2 separate regions of the Zea mays genome follow, and region 2 is linked to region 1. The links are chromatin contacts, called in public Hi-C maps. All regions are on one chromosome and are shown on one strand. The core of a region is the stretch at or near the end of the contact, and the rest is flanking DNA. Distances in the headings are between cores, read along the strand shown.

What was found. Hi-C and Micro-C count contacts between places; a contact is called where the count stands out from the background.
Region 2: a contact with region 1 is called in a Hi-C map of tassel, with 2.9 times the contacts expected there. The contact joins the promoter of LOC100285832 here to the promoter of LOC101027199 in region 1. A contact is called at or near these places in 2 of 25 Hi-C or Micro-C datasets (ear and tassel).

What each region holds. Positions count from the first base shown.
Region 1 is chr5:46,228,941-46,234,471 of Zm-B73-REFERENCE-NAM-5.0, forward strand. It overlaps LOC101027199 (putative inactive poly [ADP-ribose] polymerase SRO1), which reads right to left and starts at 2,212. Exons shown (of 7, transcript NM_001346074.1): 1 at 1,931-2,212; 2 at 1-1,008. The coding sequence starts at 831.
Region 2 is chr5:46,974,084-46,979,762 of Zm-B73-REFERENCE-NAM-5.0, forward strand. It overlaps LOC100285832 (26S proteasome non-ATPase regulatory subunit 13), which reads left to right and starts at 1,272. Exons shown (of 7, transcript NM_001158722.1): 1 at 1,272-1,448; 2 at 1,577-1,800; 3 at 4,197-4,643; 4 at 4,735-4,815; 5 at 5,418-5,614. The coding sequence starts at 1,654.

The DNA.
Region 1 (5,531 bases), core at 962-3,461:
CTGCAGCAACAGCTTCTCCACGGCTTCAATAGTGCGCTGAGCACGGGATACCTCACCCAGATTAGCTTGGTGTGGTAGTAGGTTACAGGCTGTAGGCAACAAAGTGCATGACTCATTTTCTCCAATAGCTTCTCCCATATCACAATATTTTTTTACAATGAAATTCTTTTCAGCCCTAGCTCTCTTAGGACTAGAAACATCTCCAATACTTGACTCAAAGTTTGAGCTTTCAGCAGAACTTTCTGATGCTCCAAACTGGTGATTCGTTTCTCGTGTCCCATTTCGCTCTTCACTAATGTACTCATGATTTCCGTTGCCAAAATCTTTCTTCATAAATAACTTCTGATCTTGTATAAATGATTCCGGGAAGTAGCACTTTTCATTTTCATCGATCCAAGCAATTGGCCTCTGAAAACCTGTCTTTGTGTCTATGAATGTCATATGGGCAAAATCCAGCAAAAATAGCTGGTTCTGATATCCTGTTTCTGTGATCATCTTTTTTGCCCTGAAGTCAGCTTGGGCCAATTTGACAATCTTTTCTGGAAAGTCTTTCCAGACAGCACCTTGGCGAAGCAAAATACGCTTAGGTGGTGCACTACTCATGAATTTCTTATAGCTCTGCAAAACCTGCTTGTTGAAGTGGCACACGATCTTTGCCTTACGGTCTTTATCAAGATGAAACCTAACAGCAGAATCATTGACAGTATGCTGATGCAATTCAGAGGTGCAGAATACGCCAGCAGCATATGCAGCGGGGCTCTCCCGCTTTCTCTTGAGACTATTTATGTTCCTTCCACATTCACCCAATACCTCTCCGTTCATCGCAGCCATTATTGCTAGCAGATATAAACACGGACCAGAGACTAATTCTTCCAGCCAAGCTAAACTCGAACAAGTCTACTATTTACACTAATCTAGTAGAGAAGCTTCTGAAGGCGTTCAACCTCATAACTGATAGGCATAAAACGAAGAAGAGTCGGATAAGAAACGAGAAAAGACAGAATGATCCTGCAAAGAGAAAATCGACAGAATGCAGTAAGATACATTTTTGCTGCATTTGAAATATATACAACAGAACAATATTGGATTACAGCAGGACACTCAGAAAAGGATTAACTATGGTATCAATTTTGCAGTAAGACCCTAGAAAAACAAATCTTAATGTTGTCACTAGCTGTTATATATTAATCATGGACAAAAGTGCACGTATCTTTTGTCATGGTGCAACAATGTCTTTCCACGCAAAATAAGTCAACCGATTGACCAAAGATGCCTAGGGTGTGCTGCAAGCATACAGACAGATACAGAGGCTTTTACTCGTATTGTTATTAGTCATGAAGGTCTGCGGCAAGAGGGAACATGGTACTTGTACTAACCTTGATGGCATAGTTATGAAATAATCTATTGAGTGATGAATTAAAACACAAAAAATTATCTTTCATGCACAAATTAGTAGTTAACCATGAATTTAACTGAACATGGAGTAAGAAAACTTGTATCTTAGACCATATCCATCGCATAGTACATGGAAGGAGAGTGAGCGACTCATCAAGTAATAAAAGTAATATCAGAATAAGGTGCATATGGTAAGATTCAGCGAAGTTCTGACAAAATTCAATCAGTTTCCCCCATGGTTAGTGATCCACACGTTCACGCAAGGATTTCACATAATTTAACAAGTAATTAAACAGGACAGCAGTCACAGGAACTTTAAAAATTGTAATTTTGAAAAGTCAACAATAATCTCAAATCTGCTTTAGCCACAACAATTTACATCTTCATAGTACATCTAACTGACATCCAGCATATCCAACATGGGAGGGCTAAAGTTTCTAGATCGAAACTACACATATATACAAGGGGATCATCTTCGGCGAGCAATCAGACAGTCAGAGGAGCAGATGCAGATCCGTCGATCGACGATGCTTACCTAGGGTTAGTAGCGGGGACGTAAGCAGGGGCGAAGGCGGACGAAGAAATTGATTGCTTCATCTCTCCCTATCCTATCCCTTTTGCTCCCCCCTAAGACTCCCCTACAGACCCCACTTTATCCTCAGGCGATAGCCGGAGGTAAGGGGAGCTTCTTCTGCTGCTTCCCTCCCCGGCGATGTTGGACAGGTTAGGGGTGAGAGCAGCACGAATCGACGGCGGCGGCGGAGCGCGAAGGTGAAGGAAGACAGGAGGTGTGCGGCGGTGGAATACTAGAATTATTGGACAGGCCGGACCGCCGGAGGAGACGAGATGAGGGCGAGGTCCACGCACGCGCCACACCTTTGCCGTGACCCCACTTGCATTATTAGCAATTGCGTTTCACCCACCGCCCTTCGTCCTCAAGCGCTCTCCGACGCATGGGCCCGGACCCACCTGGGCGCGGGTACGCGCGGCTCGAACTTGGATGCCAAGTTGCCCCGCTTGTTTCCTTGCGCCGTAAGCAAAATGCCAACGGCGTCATGCCGACGTGTGTGCATCGGACGGTTCACAAATGCGGTCAACTATCTCTGTCCCCACAGCAGCCGCATCACGGCCGTCCAGACATTGCAGATTTTTATTTTGTTTTGGTAAATTAATAAAAATCCTACTAGTTTGCGTGCGTTACCGGGCCAAAGGCGACGTGCTGATGCCGGATTCTTCTGATTTTTTCCTACGTTCATATTTGCCTTCGCAGCCAATCGGTGTTTCCAATATTATTTATGATGAGTTAGTTATTTGTACATTGCTATGTTTTATATATATATTATATAGATAAATATTGCATAAATATGTATTTACAATATTTATCTTTTGTGTAGCATAATATTCTTAATATCTATCATTTCTAAAACACAACTGCAAATGAAATGTATTGGTTAACAATTGAGTGTTATGTCCTTGGACGACGGGCTGGTTATATTTTTTGTTTCTCCACGCTCGATGTGGGGAACCCTGGCACCTAGTATCACCGCTCGCATGAGAGAGGAGATGTACGCAGGAAGATTATTGACACTTAAATATAGTAGAGATAGAATCATAGAGATAAAATATAAGTTATTGGCTGGCTAGTGGGCCAATTTATATAATTTTAGTGAGTTGCATTTGCATGTCCTGTTTCACGAATCTCGCCCACGCCATAGGGGATTTGTTGGCCGATCTAAACAACACATGCGTTCTCTAGGTGGTTTCCTACTCCATGGCTATGCAGCGGAGAAAACCATTGTTGTTCACTCGTTTTTTATTCCTTTAAGAGACAAAAAAACAAGGCAACACAATTAAATTAAGCTTCACCTTCACCCTTCATTCTGTCTATCTCGAAGGAAAGATAGAATGAAGGACTAAGATGTTGAGAGTTAACAGAAAACAAATGTTGATCATTAAGAATGAAGATGATGTAGTGTAAAGGTGAAACATATGATTCAACCTTGATGGGCAATGCTTCCTTTTTCATTTTATTCTTTAATAAAGGATTATAAATATACCTTCGGCTACTTGAAGTTACAATGCAAAGGTAAGAGAGATACAACTTCGTAGGCAGAGCAAAATAATTTTCCCTAGGCTAAAAAGCACCCATAATGTATCGCATTGTTCCTCTATTTATAGAAGCGAGGTACAATTTCAAAAAAATTACAATTATGCCCTTAAGCCTATACGTTTGTGATATGACCATGCCATTAAGCAACACATTACAACCCCCAAGTCATACTACATCAACTCAAGTACAATCAATAACATCACCAACCCAAGCCTTTGATGGACCAATTACACGTAGCCGAGCTAAGAAGCTACAGCAAGAGGTGCACGCGCTACTTTATGAATTTCAATTAAACACTAATGAGAACTTTATGCTACCTAAGTCGTGTATGTTGATATTACTTAGGTTCACCAAAGAGGAAGGACAACGTATCAAGGACGAGTCAACAAGAAGAGCTATGTCCGAGTCAGTCCAGCGCAACAGAACCGTCCAGAAGAAACAGTCATATCTTTTGATTCTCAAAAGCTATGAAGGCCCATAAGTACTTTTTAGAAAGCTCTTGAAGTCTAGTTTCCAATGCTTTTAAAGCCGACTTAATCAAATCTACCAGAAAGGCAGCCGACCTACTTTAGTGCTGACTGGTCAGAAGTTCAACAGTCTGCTTGATGACCAAGTTTTCGTATTAAACTTTATCATTCTACGAAGTTTCATTAATCATGCTATATATGGTGAGAAATTTTATCAAGTTAGCTTTCCAATGCAACCAGTCCCACGTCATTTGAAGATTCCTAGAAGAAGTTATTGTCAAAATACTGAAGGTTGCGCAGAAGTCAAACAGCCACACGGAAATCAGCTCTGCAGATCTCCCGAAGAGGCTCCTTCACATTAGCACGTGAAAATACTTTTGTTTCATGTTTATACCTCGCTAAGGCTGGTTGTTACTAGTATAAATACCCCCCTATGTCTATGATGTAAGGCAGCTTATGAGAATCTAAAACAGAACCCCTTTGTTCAGCTGTGTGCTAACAAATATTGAGAGTGATCTCTACCCCTTTGCTCTTGTGAATTCCTTCGCGGGATTGCAGAAGCGGCGGCTTCATCCGCTCCCAATTGGTGCTCCTACTCCCTTTGAGGTCTCCTCGATTGATTGTAGGTTGTGTTGGTTGGTTCTTTGAGAGTGTGGTTGGGCGAATCCTCGATTCAGGCTGCCGGTTAAAGACGGTGGTTGGCTTCGAGTTTTATTTGTCAGGTTGCACTAGTTATTGCTGCTTGCAGCAAGTTATCTTGGCTTCTTTGAAGCTAGTTATCTAAAGATTGATCCTACGTCGTGAAGATCGGGCATCGTGACGCATCATCTGGTATCAAAGCCTCAGTTGCCATGGTAGGATTCTTTACCCTTAGCTACATATATTTTGTGTTCGTCCTATCCACCAAAAAGCCATAAAATATTTTTGCCATAGCCTTTTCTTTCAATCTGTTGTTCCAGTGAGTTTTGTTAAGTTTCAGTCCTTAGAATCTTTGTTTAGTTGCTGGTCACTCTATCCTTTGTGTTTCCTTTGAGCCTCTTATATATATATATATATCTGAAAATATCCACAAAAAGAGTATTCTGAAAAAAAAACCTCATCATTGCCTTCGCGTTAACTTTGATCCTATTTAAGTTATAGCTGCTGGTTGAGTTCTTTGTTAAGTATTATAAAGTGTGCAATATCATATCAGATCTCTGTGTTTAGTTCTATAAAAAAAGTATCAAAAAAAGAGAAGAAAGAAAAGTACCAAAGAAAAGTGTTGAACAAGATTGTGAAAGAAAAGTAGAACAATCAGTTTGTTTATGTGCACAAGTGCTGAAAATTTTATCAAGTTTTTCAACCAGTTTGCTATTGTCATTTGGTGCAAAATTTTGGTTGGATCTGATTGCAACACTTGCATTCCAATCATACTCCTTGTCTGCATCAAATCTGAAATTTCTTGCGCGTGTGTTTGATCTATTTACATCACTCGTATCTTGTGGTCAGCACTAGGCAGGGAACTTCTAGTTGGATGGTTATTTAACTTTACAATAACTAGGATTCAGATTGCATCCCTT
Region 2 (5,679 bases), core at 22-2,521, 740 kb after region 1:
CAACAACATGAGTTAGTCAAATAAAAAAAATATTATGCGGAGAGCGAAGACAATGAATAAAAAATCTTGAGATCTTTTTAGTGGATAATTTACATGAGTATTGTTGTGAGCCGTTGCAACGCACGGACAACCGACTAGTAAAACCCTAAAAACACATAATAGGTTTATATAACTAAAAATTGTTACCTGCCAACTAGCAATTGAGCGTCATGACACCTACTGCCCTGCCACAAGCGATAGGTAGGGCTGGATGAAATGCTCGTGTCTCGTTAGCTCGCTCGGTTCGTGATCAGCTCGGCTCGGATCGACTCGTTTAATTTTTTTGACGAGCTGAGCTGGCATCCGAGCTCAATTCATTAACGAGCTGGCTCGGTTTGTTAACAAGCCAGCTCACGAGCTAAACGAGCTATCACATTTCAGCAAAACAAAACTATATGCATATCATTTACGTAACAATTGATGACCATGTTATATGTATGTGTGGTATCTATGACCAATGAGTAAAACTAATGATTGATGAACTATGTATATGTGTTAAATTGTTCTATGAGAATATAAGTGTGAGTTAAACTGATAAACATGTGTGCGAATAGTGAATTGATGAGTGACGAGTTGTGTTAATTTGATGATACATTGATGTGGTCTCTGAACTATGAGTATAATTATTATTTTCTATTGTTGAGCCGCTCTGTTCTGTGTTTGGTAATCTGGAACGGAGCGGCTCTGTTTTTTGTTTGGTTGCAGAGTGAACAGAACGGAGCGTGACTGTGAGAGCGGGATGGGAACGGAGCGGCTCCGTCCGGTTGATTTTTTGGAGCAGAATGATTCCGGATCTGAGGAGAATATTCACTAATTGGAGTCATTCCGTTTTAGTTACTTTGTAACCAAACAACAACAAAACTGGGACAGAACGGCTCCGTTCTACTTGGCTCTTTAACCAAACACTACCTTAACGAGTCAGCTTGAGCTGGAATGAGCCGAGCTGGCTCGATATCAGCGATAGGTGCTGTGGCGCCTAATTCTAGAGCTATAGGGACCATTTTGTATGGATCTTCTACCATTCCTTTGTCACCAAACTAGTTGTCACGTCTGTTCAGGAGCCGCAGATATTTTTAGTAGTCAAGATATAAAATTGAAATTCCATTTTTTAAATATAAACAAGTTACTTCATGCAGCAAACCGGTCAATCGGTCGTACTTGCAACAACGTAGGGGAGAGGCCCATGGGCGGAGTTTGATTTCTTGCTGGATGGGCCGCTGCCCCACGCACGCATTTGCATTGGGCTGTCCGCAGTATGGCGTCGCCTCCGACTCGTCTTGTGTTCTCCCCGTCGCTGCGTCGCAGCCGTCGTCGGGCTTCTCCTCTTTCTTGCACTTTCAGTCGAGTCCAGACCTGCGGAATATAGATCTACCAATCGACCGACCCGGATCCTTCCCTTCCGTCTGACGGCAAGTATCACCCCCTTCCCCTCTTCTCCTGCCACACCTCCGCCAGCGCTAGGGTTTTATTTTTGCATTGCTGTTGCTGGTGGTGGTTACCTTCTTCTCTCTCTCAGTCGTCTCCCTCGCAGCTGCAGTCGTCGTAGCAGATCTTATCTCAAACCCTACCGACCAACAGCTGCTTGCTCGGGACGGGAACCGGAGTTGGATTGCGATGGCGCTGCAGTACGTGGAGGCGCAGCGGCAGGCGCGCCCGGACCTCGCCGACTGGTATGCTTCCCTCGCCGACCTCTACCAGCAGAAGCTATGGCACCAGCTCACCCTCAAGCTCGACCAATTCCTACAGCTCCAGGCCGCACAGGTTCGCTTCCTTTTCCTCCTCTCTCTCTCCCCCGCCGCCTTCCTCGTCTTAGGGTCAGTTAAGGCTTTGTAGATGGCTTCGTTCATAGGGCGGATCTCGCTGCAAACCCACTCCGCCTCCTATACTTCCCCATGCTTTAGTATGATTTAAGAGTAGCGACTGGATAATTGTTGCTAGTCTAATCATGTTGAGTTACTTATGTGGGGAAATTACATACAACTCTCCAGTATTTGGTCAATTCTTTGTTGCTCATGGTTCTTAATTCAATTCTGATATACTGTGAGCTTCACCAGTTTGTGTCTTGGACCTATAAAACATTATGCATGTTATTCGAGTATCCATCTGCAGCTCCAGTTTGCTTTAATCAAACATAATTGAATTGGATACAAAAAACTTATCAATGAGTTGTTCTGGTTATTCTCATTTGAATGGTACATTTGATATCTATCATATATTACATGAGTTTTCACTGAACCAAACTTCGATGCTGGATGTATGTGCAATTGCTGAAGAACAATGATGTCGAAGGAAAACCAGAGGAGGCTGAGTTGCTTCTTTCAATTGTTTATTGCTGTGTTTAATAAAATACCAAATCTAATTATCTATATCTCATGTACCTATTGTTTTATCAAGAGTTCCTTTGTTCTCTAGTGGGCATGCTGGTCATTCTGGTTGTTTATAAGTATGCTTCTTTCAATTGTTCATTGCCATGTTTAATAAAAGGAAAAAGTCTATATAACCCCTAATGTATTCAGGGTAATCTACTTAACCTTGGACTTATAAAACTACATAAACTTTGCAAAGCCAGGCAAATAACCCCTGTGACGGTATTGTCAAGTGGCTGTGCTTAGCTGGCATTCCAAGTTAGCTATGACACTGTGGCACATTGAACCGTCTGTCAGCCTGGCTGGCTTTATGATCATCATGTCCCGGTTGGCCTGCCCCTTTGCTACGTCTGCATGCACGCTCGGCAACTACCGCTGCTTTAAGAGCATCCAAGTGCGTGGTGCCCCCTTTCGTACACAGCCTTGCGGTGGCTGCGAACAAGCGCACTGCATACTGCCCATTCTTCAAGAATCACGGCTGCCACCACTGCCTCATCCGATCCATAGCCGCCACCACTGGCTTCCTTCCCCTGATTCTATGTTTCCCTTTCTCAGCATGCTCATGCATGCATGCAAGTTGCAACCAAGGAACTAACACACATTACTAGTTTCATGCATATTTCTGCTACCCATACGTAACCGATCTTGCCTTCAAGGGACTGGTTTGCTGCACCTATCGTTTGTGAGAAGGTAAAGTGTCACTAGAGTTTATTAATGATGATGATGACAGCAAGTGGAGGGCCGAGATTCCCACAAGCATGACTGCCAGCTGTGCCCGTGAGGACTGGTCCATCTTGCAGTTCACCATGCCGACCAGTCCACAGACAAAGGTGCCGAAGACCGAGTGCACACGCCGGTGAGCATGATAGAGAAGCAAAAGTGCAGATACCTTCGGGGGTGTAGTGGATGAACCAAAACATGCTGGGGTGCATGGCGTAGAAGCAAAAGAGCACGAAGAGCGCCCCAAAGAGGAGCACCTGTAGGGACGACAGTGCGGTGCTGCTCACCTTCGAGATGGTGAAGGCGATCATGAGCAGGATCCACGCACACATGTCGTTGACGATGCCAGTGGACATGCTGCTCTATCTGCCTGAGGTCGGTGCGAGCAGCTTGATATCGGCGAGGATGCAGGCACCGGGGATGTGGTGGAGAGCTCGATGCTGAGGTGAAGGATGGATGTCTAGTGTAAGTTCTGCGTGGCGAGGTCAGCGTCCCTCTTTGACGCTGCGCTGCGGCAGTTGTGGTGCGGTAGCTAGTGCCAGGACGTGGGGCGTCCACAAGATGACACGAGTGCGAGCGATGGGGACAGCAGCAGCGTGTGCACACCACCCGGTTGGCGGCGGCGGTGTGGGCTGATAGGTGGGACTTGACACCATGCCATTGAAACGAGCCAGTGTGGAGTTCCACATATGCAAAACCACTAACCAAACCAGCCAAGGGGGTTATTTGTCTGGTTGTATCAAAGTTTAATGTGTACAATACCTGGTTTTATAGTTCAGGGGTTATGTAGACTATATCCTGAATACGTCAGGGGGTTATATATACCTTTTCCTTTAATAAAATATTATCGATATCTCTTGTATCTATTTGTTTTATCAAGAGTTTTTTTCTGTCCTCTAGTGGCCATGCTGATCTTTCTGGTTGTTTGTACGTATTACTTAATCTTGTTGGTGGTTTACTACCTATGTTGATAAAGTTTGCCAATTTTATATTGTTCCAAGTCATTTCACCTGCTGCTATTTCTGTACTCTTTTGTCTTTTATGATTCTAATATCACCTTTTCTTCTACAGACCGGAGACACTATCATTCAGCTCTACAACAATTTCATCACTGATTTTGAGACCAAGATTAATCTGCTCAAGCTTGCCCATTTTGCGGTGATAGCTTCTCGCCAGTACCCTGATAAGGATGCTGCAATTACCTTCTTAGAGGGGGTGATCACAAAGCTGCGTGATACAAGAGAGTCACGGATTAATGAACCGATTCTCTATGTGAAGATGCAAATTGCAGCTATTAATCTTGAGAAAGGAAACCAAAAAGAGTGCAAGAATTCGTTGGAGGATGGGAAAACCACCCTGGATAGTATGACTGATGTCGATCCCACAGTTCATGCTAGCTTTTACTGGATATCATCTCAATACCACAAGTCATGCCAAGAATTTGCAGAGTTCTATAAGAACGCTCTTCTCTATCTGGCCTACACAACTGTGGAGTCTCTATCTGAGTCATTCAAGCTAGTATGTTTCACCATCAATAACATTTGAACTGTAAAACAAAACTTCAGTTTAAAAGTTCATCTGACTTATTGACTATTCTATATCTTGTCAGGACTTGGCTTTTGATCTTTCTCTAGCAGCCTTGCTGGGTGATAACATTTATAATTTTGGAGAGTTATTAGCTCACCCGATTGTAAGTAATTCTTTGGTTGTGCATGACTACTTCCTTATTTTTCTGTGTATTTTAGTTTTCTTTTCATTGTATGATTGTATTTGTTGCACTTGCTAACCATATGAGATCTTTTGTGGCTTTATAGTAATACATTGGTGTTGCATGACTTCTTCTGTTATCATCCTTAATTTTTGTGTATTTTAGTTTCCTTTGGATTGTCCATTCCACTTGCTGATTTCTTTAGTTCTTTTATGGTTTTATAATTATAATCTATGTACTCAAATATTAGTGGCATAATTATTAAATTATCAGTGTCAAGTGTGCATAAGTTTATGTCTATCTGCACGGTTATTGGTTGGAGAATAAATTCAAGCTTGAAATGTAATACTGATGGACTTACTATAGCCGCTTGTAATGTATTTGTCATCAGAGTAATATAGTTACATTTTCTTTGGTTGACATGAAGATAGTACAATAAATTGTCTAGGCAATTAATTTGGATAGCCTATCCTGTTTGAGTGTTATACAAACCTTTTAATTAAATCATGACTAGATCACTAGAACATTTTTTGTGATTTGATACTTTGCCCTAAAACTTACTTTTATATTATATGTACCCTTAGATCAATAGTCTTATTGGAACCAAGGTGGAGTGGGTTTATCATATGTTACAAGCATTCAACACGGGCAACCTTGCTTTCTACCAAGAACTTTGCAGGGTTCACAATGCTGCTCTTACTGCACAACCAGCTTTGGTGCAGGATGAGAGGAAGCTGCTTGAGAAAATCAATATTCTTTGTCTGATGGAGATAATCTTTAGGTAACATTTGTGGAATCTTCTTTTCTAATGTCACCTCCATTTTCTTTTTCTTTGACATGTTATTT